2 separate regions of the Gossypium hirsutum genome follow, and region 1 is linked to region 2. The links are chromatin contacts, called in public Hi-C maps. All regions are on one chromosome and are shown on one strand. Each heading gives the region's core, a stretch centred on a gene start, on an enhancer-like site or on the middle of the called end of the contact. The rest is flanking DNA. Distances are from core to core; before and after follow the strand shown.

The links. Hi-C and Micro-C count contacts between places; a contact is called where the count stands out from the background.
Region 1: a contact with region 2 is called in a Hi-C map of leaf, with 6 times the contacts expected there. The contact joins the promoter of LOC107945865 here to the promoter of LOC107914374 in region 2. A contact is called at or near these places in 10 of 34 Hi-C or Micro-C datasets (anther, callus, hypocotyl and 1 more).

Annotation. Positions count from the first base shown.
Region 1 is chrA08:62,381,312-62,386,775 of Gossypium_hirsutum_v2.1, forward strand. It overlaps LOC107945865 (plastidial pyruvate kinase 2), which reads left to right and starts at 1,636. Exons shown (of 12, transcript XM_016880020.2): 1 at 1,636-2,072; 2 at 2,841-3,128; 3 at 3,659-3,824; 4 at 4,902-5,036; 5 at 5,190-5,300; 6 at 5,406-5,464. The coding sequence starts at 1,836.
Region 2 is chrA08:62,130,074-62,136,044 of Gossypium_hirsutum_v2.1, forward strand. LOC107914374 (membrane-associated kinase regulator 5) reads right to left here and starts at 4,154. Exons shown (of 3, transcript XM_016843362.2): 1 at 3,177-4,154; 2 at 3,026-3,097; 3 at 2,727-2,938. The coding sequence starts at 3,957. The coding sequence ends at 2,889.

The sequences.
Region 1 (5,464 bases), core at 386-2,885, 250 kb after region 2:
TACTTGTTTGCTACTAATAAACTAACTTTTTAAGTACTAAATATCACTAAAAAAATTAAAAACAATCAAATTTATATTTTATTTAATGGGGAAATTTTGAAATTTACCATCACATTTTTAATCTCTACAATTAAAATATATAAGTAATTAAAATAAAATATTGGTTGAGTGATAAATTTAAAGTTTTTTCAATGTAACTGGCATGAGTTTAAATTTCACCATATGCAAATTTTATTACTTTTTTAATTAAAAGGACAAAAACACCTTCAAATAATATAAAATTTTTTAAACAGGAAAGATCATTTTTGTAATTTTCAAATCGAGTTGGTGTCTGATTGACTTGTGACACCAACTCAATCAGGGATTTATTAATATTATAGATATATACATTTCATTGTTACTATTTCCATAATAAATAAAAGGCATAATGATAAATTTAGCCCTTAATGTTTGCATTTTTTTTGTCTATTTAATCATTATTCCATTTTTTAGCTAAATTTAGCTCTTAACCTTTCAAAAAAGAGTCAAATCATTTTTTTAATGAAAATACTGATTAAAACATTAATTTTTTAACGTTGTTGATGGAGCAACTCGCATGACAATTTATGTGCTTATCCTACTAACATAACACCATTTATCTTATATGTTATGTCAACAAATAAATCAAAAATCAAAAATCAAAAATCAAAAATCAAAAATCAAAAATCAAAAATCAAAAATCAAAAATCAAAAATCAAAAATCAAAAATCAAAAATAAAATTAAAAAATATAAAAATTTAATAAAAATTTTAAAAATTAACATGAAATACAAGTGGATTGTCATGCAAGTTGCTTTATTTAAAATTTTAATATTTTAGTTAGCATTCTAGTTGAAGGAAAAATTATTTTTGCTAGCATCCTCGTTGAAGGAAAAATTATTTTTGACTATTTTTTAAAAAATTAATAAATAAATTTAACTTTTTTTAATAGGTTGAGGATTAAATTTAACTAAAATAAATTTATTTTCAAAACATTAAGAGATAAATTTAAAATTATAACTAAAATAAATTCAAAATTTAAAAATTTAAATCCATATACCCAATACAAAACACAAGTTTAATGTTTAATGAAAAGAATGGAAATGCTTGTCAAAGTCAAATCATAAACGATACATGCGGAAAACCACGAGAGGCAAATTGAAATTGGAAATCCTATGGAGGGTTCAACTTTAATCCCAACCCAGAACAAGACCAACGTTATGATGACACTTGAACAAAAAAGTGACGAATGATACCAGGGGTTCCGACACCACGTTGTATAACAACAATAATAAATTGTCTTCTTTGTTTTAATAATAATAATTTGCCTAATTTCCATCCATTTTTTTGAAAAGAACAAATTTTAATGGGTATTTATATATATGAAATTTTAATTTAATTTAATTTTAATATATTATTAATATAATTATTTATATAATATTATTTTATGATTATATATTCTATAAATAAATAATTATATTTATTACATATAAAAATATATTAATGTATTTATTTCATTAAATTTATATAATTAAATTAAAATTAAAATTAAAATTTTAAATATATATTTAAATCACAATAAAAAAAATATATATCTACATTAAATTAAAATTTATATGTATAATTTCACATTAAAAAAAACAGTTTGAATAAAATAGGTGCATAGTGTTTGTCGATACAAACTAAGCACACTTCATTCTGCAGCGTCCTCTTTTAAAAGTCATTGTTTTAGCGGCGATTGCTCCAACCTTCAATTTTATCAGCGAAACCCCATCGCCTTCCTCTCCCCTGAAACCCTTTCTATCTCTCATTTTAGCAATGGCTCAAGTGGTGGCCACTAGATCCATCCATGCTAACTTCTTCAGCAAGGCCTCCGGATCCCTTCAGGACCCAGTGGAGAAGCTTAAGCCTGCGTCCTTCGCTTCCAAAGTACTCTTACCTGACCACAGGAAGAGCAACGCCGTCGTGCTTACTAGGAACTCTAGGATTACTGCTAAGAGAGCCGCACGTGCCGAGCCTGAACTTATTCCCGTTTCACCTGAGGATGTACCTAAGGTTTGGCCCACTCCCGACCTCTCTGATCTTCCGCTTTGATTATGAATTTGGTTGCTGCCATCTCATGCTAAAAGAAAAAATATAAAAAAAACGCATTAGATCTTTGTTAACTTTTTCGATTTTTCTAGCGGCTAAGAAAGCAATAGGCGTGGTATTATATAAGTGGAGTGATCTTATTATCATGGAGCATGCTGATTGTTTTTTTTTTAATAAGAATGGAGTGTGTCAAGTTGAATAAGGTCATGTTTGTATTTTCGAAAATGCATTATCCTATTAGTGAAACTTGCACAATCCATAAATGGAAATGGTGGTTTTTTTTTCTCTAAAATGAGGAAACTTCCTGGTCACTTTGGACTATAAATGAGAAATATTTAGGACTCGAGTCAAAATTTCCGCTGAGATCTTTTTACAAGCCAGTCTTTGGTGCACTGTCGGTTGATTTTGTGCTAAAGAAATTATCCAGAGAATAATAAGTAACATGGGGCATAACTTTCACCTGTTTGCCCTTGCCGTTGAAAGAAAAGGAACCTTGAAGTGTATAACAACTTAAGTGTTTGGTTAAAATGATGAAGTTCCAGTTACACGGTGTATTTCACTTGAAATTTCTGCTTTACACTGGTATAGGATGGTGGCATTGCCGTTGAATGACATAGTCACTATGCTTTGAATTGCCATTATATCTATGCTCAAATAACTTATCATGGACAGTTGAAGAGAGAAAATCACCAGAAATCATTGCTTGTAACTTTTCTTACTTTTTTTCTTCAGAGGGAGGAGCAATATGAGCAGTTAAGGGGGATTCAGCAAGTAGGTGATGGATCAGTGGGTATGTGGTCCAAGCCTACTGTTAGGCGTAAAACAAAGATTGTTTGTACTATTGGTCCTTCAACAAACACAAGGGAAATGATATGGAAATTGGCTGAGGCTGGAATGAATGTTGCTCGCTTGAATATGTCTCATGGAGACCATGCATCTCATCAGAAAGTTATTGATTTAGTCAAGGAATATAATGCACAATCCAAAGACAACACTATCGCAATCATGCTTGACACCAAGGCAAGTTCCCTCAACTTCATTTGCCTTTTTACAGTGTAAAAGCAGTTATGCCAGGTTGCTTGAGCCAACAGTTTGGTGTTGTCAGACTTAGACATCAGTGATACCTTTCTTTGTCAAAATTATTGTCAGAATTTTGTCATCTTAGACAATGTTCTTAACAAAAACCTATATGAACATGCCAATTGTTTCTTGGATTTTGGATACAGGTTCTGTTATGGTCATCATGACACTCTATTTTGGAGTAAGACTGCCAAGTATGTACAAGTGACAGTATGTTAGTATATGGTTTGGGTACTTATTAGAGTCTGCAATACAAATATAAGTCTACATGTGTGTGTGCATATGGTTTTTGTCTTTATTCGTTTGTTTTACTTGTGAGGTTATGAGCCATTAAAATTGTTGGACGTAGTGTTGTAGGCAACAATTATATAACTGGATATTATGTGATTTTCGTCTGATAGTTCTATTAGTTCAGTTTCTGTAAACCTTCATTTATTATGTTCTTATGTTATTTTGGCTCTGTTTGTTAGGGTCCTGAAGTTAGGAGCGGTGACTTGCCTCAACCAATCACATTAACAACTGGGCAGGAATTTACTTTTACAATTAAGAGAGGAGTTGGGACACCTGATTGTGTCAGTGTCAACTATGATGATTTTGTTAACGATGTAGAAGTGGGTGACATGCTTCTTGTTGACGGTATGCTGTCTTGAAACTTCAAGAGATTGTGAAAGTATTCAGGTTTTGTTAACTTTTGATGTTTTATATGCTTGTTAATAACAATACCTCCCTTCTCCCCCGCCCCCTTTTTTTCCCTGACACCAGCAGCAAGCATGCATGCGCAAACTCACTTTGCCTTCAGTCTGAAAAGATGATATGCTTTTAGTATTATGATTCAATTATCAAGAGTCTTAAGACTGCAAATATGTAGCATTAGCTGAAGAAAGAATTTAATGATCTAGAAATGAATTAAAAAGGGTCTTACTTCTTCTGCCATGTTCTTAATTTGCTAGTTGGGGTGTGCTGATGCTGTTGTTGGGTCGGGAGTGTCTTTTGCCATTTCTAAGTGACAAATGAAATCTTTAGCATTCTAGAGAAATTATGTTGATTCTGTTGACGTAGGGTTTGATAAAACATTGAAATTTTCATTGTATTGGAAATGAAAATTTTCAGCATTTAATTTTCTGAATGTGTTTGATAACCCTATAAAATTTTTGCTTGATACAAAAATTTTCTACATTAAAGTGTTCATTTAGTAAGTAGATAACTACTTATTACTTAATGCTGAAAATGTTAAGTTGATTTTATTTTTAAAAAACGTATATATGAAATAAAAATATTTTTATTTTATTAAAAAATGAAATATTCAATTTAATATATTTAACTTTTATCCAAAACTATTCAAAATAATATAAAACATTAAATTAATAAAATTGAATTTATGAAATAAATAATTTTGGAAATAAAGATATACCATTATCTAACAATTTGTACTTAATTTTTACTAATACACCAAAGAGATTTCCTATAAAAATTCAAAATTTATAAAATTCAGTACTTAATTTTTTTTATCGAATAACACCTTGAGCTGGTCCAGAGTAAAAGTATCTATAACCATCTTTGCATTTCCAGACTAATGTGTATCCTTTCATTATCAAGCAAGAGTTTGGTCTGCTAAGTAGTCTGAGCTAGATTATGAAAACAAAACACTAGAAAAATCTCAGCACACTTCTTTTGTTGATTATATGCTCCTCTGACTTTTGATTCACAATGTAGGTGGTATGATGTCATTGGTAGTGAAGTTGAAGACAGAAGATTCAGTGAAGTGTGAAGTAGTTGATGGTGGTGAGCTTAAATCTAGGCGGCATTTAAATGTCCGAGGAAAAAGTGCTACACTGCCTTCTATTACAGGTTGGTCCTTGAATTTTCATTGTTGAATTTTCAATTACTTTGTAGCTTTTCCACTTCCTCTCCTCTTTCTCCTTTTTTCTCCCACTCTCCTCAATACATGGTTGAGAAATCTTGAGGAGCAACAGATTATTTATTTCTGATGGTTTACTGCAGAAAAGGACTGGGATGACATAAAATTTGGTGTAGACAATAAAGTCGACTTTTATGCTGTTTCTTTTGTTAAAGATGCAGAAGTGGTTCATGAGTTGAAGAATTATCTGCAGAGTAACTTTTTTTAGCTTATAGTTTTTTTTTAATAAAATAATAACTGTGGACTTGTCCCATGCCTTAAATTCTAATATTGTTGTCTTTCTCCTTCGTTTTTGGCAGGTTGCGATGCAGATATTCATGTTATTGTTAAAATTGAAAGTGCAGATTCTATTCCAAAT
Region 2 (5,971 bases), core at 2,904-5,403:
GGACAAAAAATAAAGCTCGTTTTCTAAATGAATTAGGCCTCGGGTAGGATTTTTCGCCTGAGCCCAGCCCGAATAAGCTATTTTGTTGTTGTTTCGTTATTGTTTTGCTACCATTTCGTCATTATATTACTACTATTTTGTTATTATTATTTGAATATTGTATAACTCTTGTTTTATTATTAATTTTGCTACTATTTTAAAGACATTTTGTTTGCTAAGTTGCAATAAACTTAGTGTTATTTAAGTATAAAACTTTTTTAATTTATTTTCAATTTGTCAGGAAATATTTATTTTAGTGTTTTTAGTATATTTGATGTATTATATTTTTTAAATTTATTTTTATATAAAAAATAATCTAAAAATTTAATAGGGCGGACTAAGTCGAGCTTGCGTTTAACATTTTTAATCTGAGTCGGACTTAGATACTTCTCGGGACGAACCTTGGCTTAGAAAATGAACTTATAATTTTACATCAGCCGACCCAACTTGACCAATGATTAGCTCTAGTTGGATCTAAATGTTAGTTTAAAAGTTAATTTTGATTCTAAATTAACCTTGTTAGTCATTGATTATGAAACTAAAAGTAGTTTTGGTTTCAAAAGATAATTTAAAACACATTTCAACCAAATAAAAAATTTTGGTAAAGAAGTGGGTTTTCAAACTAAACATTTGATTTTAATTTGGGATTTTAATTCAAGTAAAAAAAAGTTAAAATTTGAAAAAGGATTTTTTAATGAAATTACATTTTTAACCCTCGTTAAATCTTTTATTTCAGTCTAAAATTAACATTTTATATCCTTAAAAGAATAAAAATAAAAAAGCATCTTCCAACATAAACAGTAAGGTAGCACTAAATGTTGGGTTTGTTGGTCTTAACTTGGTGAAGCAGACTTACATGATTACGGTATCAGAAGGGTAGCACTGTGAGTGTGGTTGGTTTTTGTGGTGATATTTGGCTTTTTCTGCTGTCATCATTTTACAAAACCTTTGGTCTTCGTTTCATTTATGACACCAAACAATAATTTGCACATTTCTATTCATTACGTCTCCTGTTTGGCGTTGCTTTTCGATTCTGAGATTTTATATTAAGAAAGAAATGCACAAATTATCCTACAAGGAATTGAAACGCTCGTAGAAAAAGGAAACAGGTACATCTGCCAACTACTATATCATTGTTGAGTAAGACCCCATTTCGATGGATACAAAATTTTACAATTGAGAAAACTATCTTACAATTGGGTCGCGCTTTCATTTGAGTCATCTAAACATGATTAGTCATACACGTCACGTTATGTTTGTACCTTCTTTTTAGTCATCTAATTTTTAAGTCACTTCCATTTTAATCATCTAAAAAATATTTTTTTTAATTATTGATTGGGGTAAGAAAAATCAAGAATTAAAATGAAAAGACACTAAGAACTAAAATAATACATAAAAATTGTCAAATTTTACTTATTTATCTCATTGCCGAAAATTCTAAATATGAGTTTTGAAATATAAATTTTTAACTATTAAGATTCAAAATTATAATAGTAAATTGGTTGACATTATGAATGGATCGAAATTAATTTCAAAAATTATGAATGAAAATTATTGTCCTTAATATTTGTCTAAGAAACCCAAATTTCAAATCTTAGAACAATCTTTACAATTAACTAATTAATTAATTTTATCTTTCATCCCAAACCAAACTCTTTTTTTTTTCATCACTTTTTTATCAAAACAAAGAACAAACAATTGATTTAATTAATTTCAAGTATTTTTTTCCTTTATTTTAAGCTTAACATGGAAGATTCGGGATGATATAAACAAAAAAAATTGAGTTTTATAAACAATTATTAAATAGGAATTATTTAAGTTGATTTCGTTAAGGATAATTTGAAAACATATAATAAAATTTCAAATTTTAAAAGTAGATTAAATTAATTAATTTTAATATTATAATAACAAATCAGTTGACATTATCAACATATAGAAAAATTTCAATAAATTACTTTGATGTTTTGAAATTTTAAATTTCAATATTAAAACAAGAAATTTAGAATTTTAGCAATGAGATAAATATCATTTTTCTCACTTTAATTCTTACTTTTTACCTCAATTAATACTTAAAAAATAATTTTTGGGTGACTAAAATGAAAGTATCAACATGGAGTGGTGTATGCACTACCATTAGAGATTTAATGTTTGGGTGTGTAAAATGAAAGTGCCTTAAAAGTTTGATGACCAAATTGTAAATATTTCATTTTAAAAGAAAAAAACAAATGCTCTAAAAACTGAGCGACCAACTAAATAATTCACCCTTTAGAGCATACACAAAAGAAAGTTTTTAAGAGTTCTTTTATGATGATTTATTTTTTTAATGTTTGTTTTATTATTTATGTTTGAGATTTATTACCCAGAATTTTAAATTTGTATTTTTTTATAAAGAGTGTAATGTCTTTATACAAGTATGAAGAATTGTTAATACTAAGATTCCATGCTTCTCCAACATCTTCCACTTTCTCACCAAATTCTATTACACCTTTACTTTTAAATACACTATCACCACACTAGTTAAGATTAAGGTTCCATGCTAGTCCCACTTCTTCCCCTTCTCACCAAACTCCCACCAGAAACTACCAGTTGTCCTTGAAAAGGCATTAATCACCCAAGTATATATTCAGAAATCATCACATCTTTAACTTTCAAAGCTACCATAAATACAAGAGCTCAGACAATGGGAATTAGTTTCAATTTCTTCATAATTATCCATGAACTTTACAAGTACTAACCCTGCTTACACTGCCCACCAATGCCCATCATATCTAAATTCCAGCCTTTTGTTCTTTTTGTTCTTATCAGTTTACATCTTTCGTACATAATCATGATAATAAATCCCAAGGTTTCTATTCAGGTGATAATAATTGCTTGTAATTCGTGGACGAAAGAGAAGAATCTGAGGAAATTAAAGACTTTAATTAATAATTAGAGCTCGATAATTAGTGCAAACAACAGTATAAGAAATAGAATCTGAAACCATGACCTGTAGAAGAAGATGCATTGCTTAACTTGTATTTTGAAGAATCACTTGTACATCTCGACAACCAAGATGATTCTGCTGTCAAAACAAGCCAAGGATCCAATTCCAAATTAAACCAAATGATTAGTATTAGCTTAAAAACACAACTAATTACCTGATGAGGAATTGAAAGATTTCTTGCAATGCAAAATGGCGCTTTCAATCGCATCGTGTCGGAGTAGCAAGGAATCATCTTTCCGATTAATTGGGGATGCAGCATACGAGGCTGATCTGCTCTTTACCAATTGCTTGCAAACCCCTGTCGAAACACTCCCCTGTACTCCCTTCATGGGATACACCGTTGCCGGAGAAGCCACCTTTGATAACTCACCTGAGGGTGAGAGTGAGACCTTTGCCTTGTCACTTGGAATGCTTTTTTTGGAGATTTTTACGTACTTTATTATATTCAAGTATTTCTGTATCAGATCTTTCGAACTGCTCCTTTCTTCATGCCTTGGGGTCTCCATAGAAATACCGATCAACTCTTTTCTCTGGGGAGTACATGTTTTACTGGTATTTGCCATTGACTTGGACTTGTTGAGAGTAAAAGCTCCAAATTTGGGAGCAGAGTTTAACAGGTGTAAGGGAGATTGAGGCTTGGAGGTTGGGTCAATGGGGAGGATCTTTCTTTTGGAGAAATGATCATTCTGCATTGGCAACAAGGGGAAGTCATCATTCTTAGCCGAATCATGCTGGAAATCAGGTGTTTTGTGAAGGGTGCGTAGATGGAGGTGGTTGAAGTGGTGCAAAGGAAGCTCCAAGTCGATGAAAGAGTCGTCCTCTTCATCCAATTCATGATGTGGAATTTCGATGCTTCCACAACAACGTTGGGTCTGGTTCTCTTTCATAGCCACACAGCTAGGTTTCCAAAACCTCAGAAATTTGAGAGCTTCCATATGGAAACAGAGAGACAAAAGGCTTTTTTACAGTTTTACTTGTCAAAATCTAAGAGAGAAACTTCACCGCTTTGCCTGCGTTTTATGGGCGTTTCAAGGGAGAAGCCAGAGAGATTGTGTGAGGTTCTTCTGTAATTCAATAATGGATAATATCCTTAAAAGTATCATGCTCCCCCAAGTAAGATTGCATTTTATTTGACGTTAAATAAAATAAAATTTTAATTTTTTATATGAAAACTTTTATTTATTTCTTCAATTAAAAATTAATTTTTTTTAGAATAACTACATTGTTATATCGACATGTTATATATATATCATGTTAATATATAAGAATAAGTTTTTAATCTTAAAAATAAATAAAACTTTTAATAAAATAATTAATTTATTTTTTAATTTAATATATATTAAAAAATAATTTATTTAATTAAAAATTAATTTATCTATTTTAATAGATAGAATAAAATACAGTAACCATATTATCCATATAGATTTTCATATTTTAATTATTGCTTTCTTTAAAAAAATTACTGTCAATGCCTATGTAGTCCAAATTTTGTAGGTGGGGTAGCTTTAGTTTTGAATACTGTATTATAATGTAGGTATGACTGTTTTACTTTTACTTGCAAGTTGCAAAGCAGTTAATTATATTTTGCGTGAAGTTGCAGCCATTGGGCAATGCACTTACCCTATTTAATTCCTTCAGAATTGTCAGCAAATTGGGACTCCTGCACCTGCAGTGTCTCGCGCAATCCCCCGTCACTACAATTATTATATTTCATAGTTGTTTGCATGTGATATTATTTTTTTGGGGGGTTTTATTCAAAATTTATCTTTCAATTTTTTTTTGTAAACTATCTATTTAGTCATTTAACTTTTAGGTGCTGCAACATTCTATATTCGATCAAGTCATCACATCTGAATTACGTGATATTAAATTCGTTGTCGAAATAATTATAATTAAATACAATTCTATATAACTATGAATACATGCTAATATTATATTAGTCCTTTTGAGTATATTATACAATCATTTCCAAGTCTTATATGAGCTTACGAAAACTCTTTTACTAACCCGAGGTTGAACTAGGACCAAATTATAAAGTTTACCAATTATTAGATTGACGTCACAACTTCAAGGGTTCTTGGTCGTGACACAACTCATTGACTTGATCCTGTCGCGACGTTAAGAGCTCGATGTGGCGACGTAACCGTTTATTTGCAAATGTTCCAAATGGTACCTAATTAAAACATTTATCCAATTTAATATCAAAACCAACTCAAACCTAGGTACATGCCATATATCAAAATGAAAGGGACTATACAAACATTTCTAAGCCGAGGGTTGCAAGCTATATGCTAAATAAACAAATCGTGCTGTAAGCGATAAAGTTCAGTAATACTTTCATTATTCAAGTCACAAAATAAGCATATTTACTATAAGAATTCAACCAATATATGCCACAATTCAACCAAATCAAATTGTATATTTAATACTCAAATATCATTCTCATACACCATTTCATTTAATAATCAAAATAACATTTTATGCTATCCTTTCTATTAACAAAGATGCAACATATCTAATTTAATTACATACATATACATTCATGTACCAATATGATATTTAATCTCATTTTCATTCGAGGCTATTCTATCATTTATTTTAAGATTCAATTTCTCTTTCTTGATTCTATTGATTTGTTCAAAGTTAATTCAGCCCCCAGGGCTTGTTTAAACCAAATCGCATGTCTTTCACATGCTGTCGTTTTCCACATATCACATATATACAAACATACTAATTCAATCATATTCATCTCGTTTATCATGTTACCAATTCATGTTTTTATAACCTTATTAACAAGACACAAACTTAGAATGGATACACAGATCTATTACTCTGTCATCCCGGATTGCTTGGCAACAATGACTACTGGAACATGTACATACTACCATCCCGGGTTACTCGACAACTATGACTTTCACAATCTAGATATATTGCCATCCCAAGTTGCTC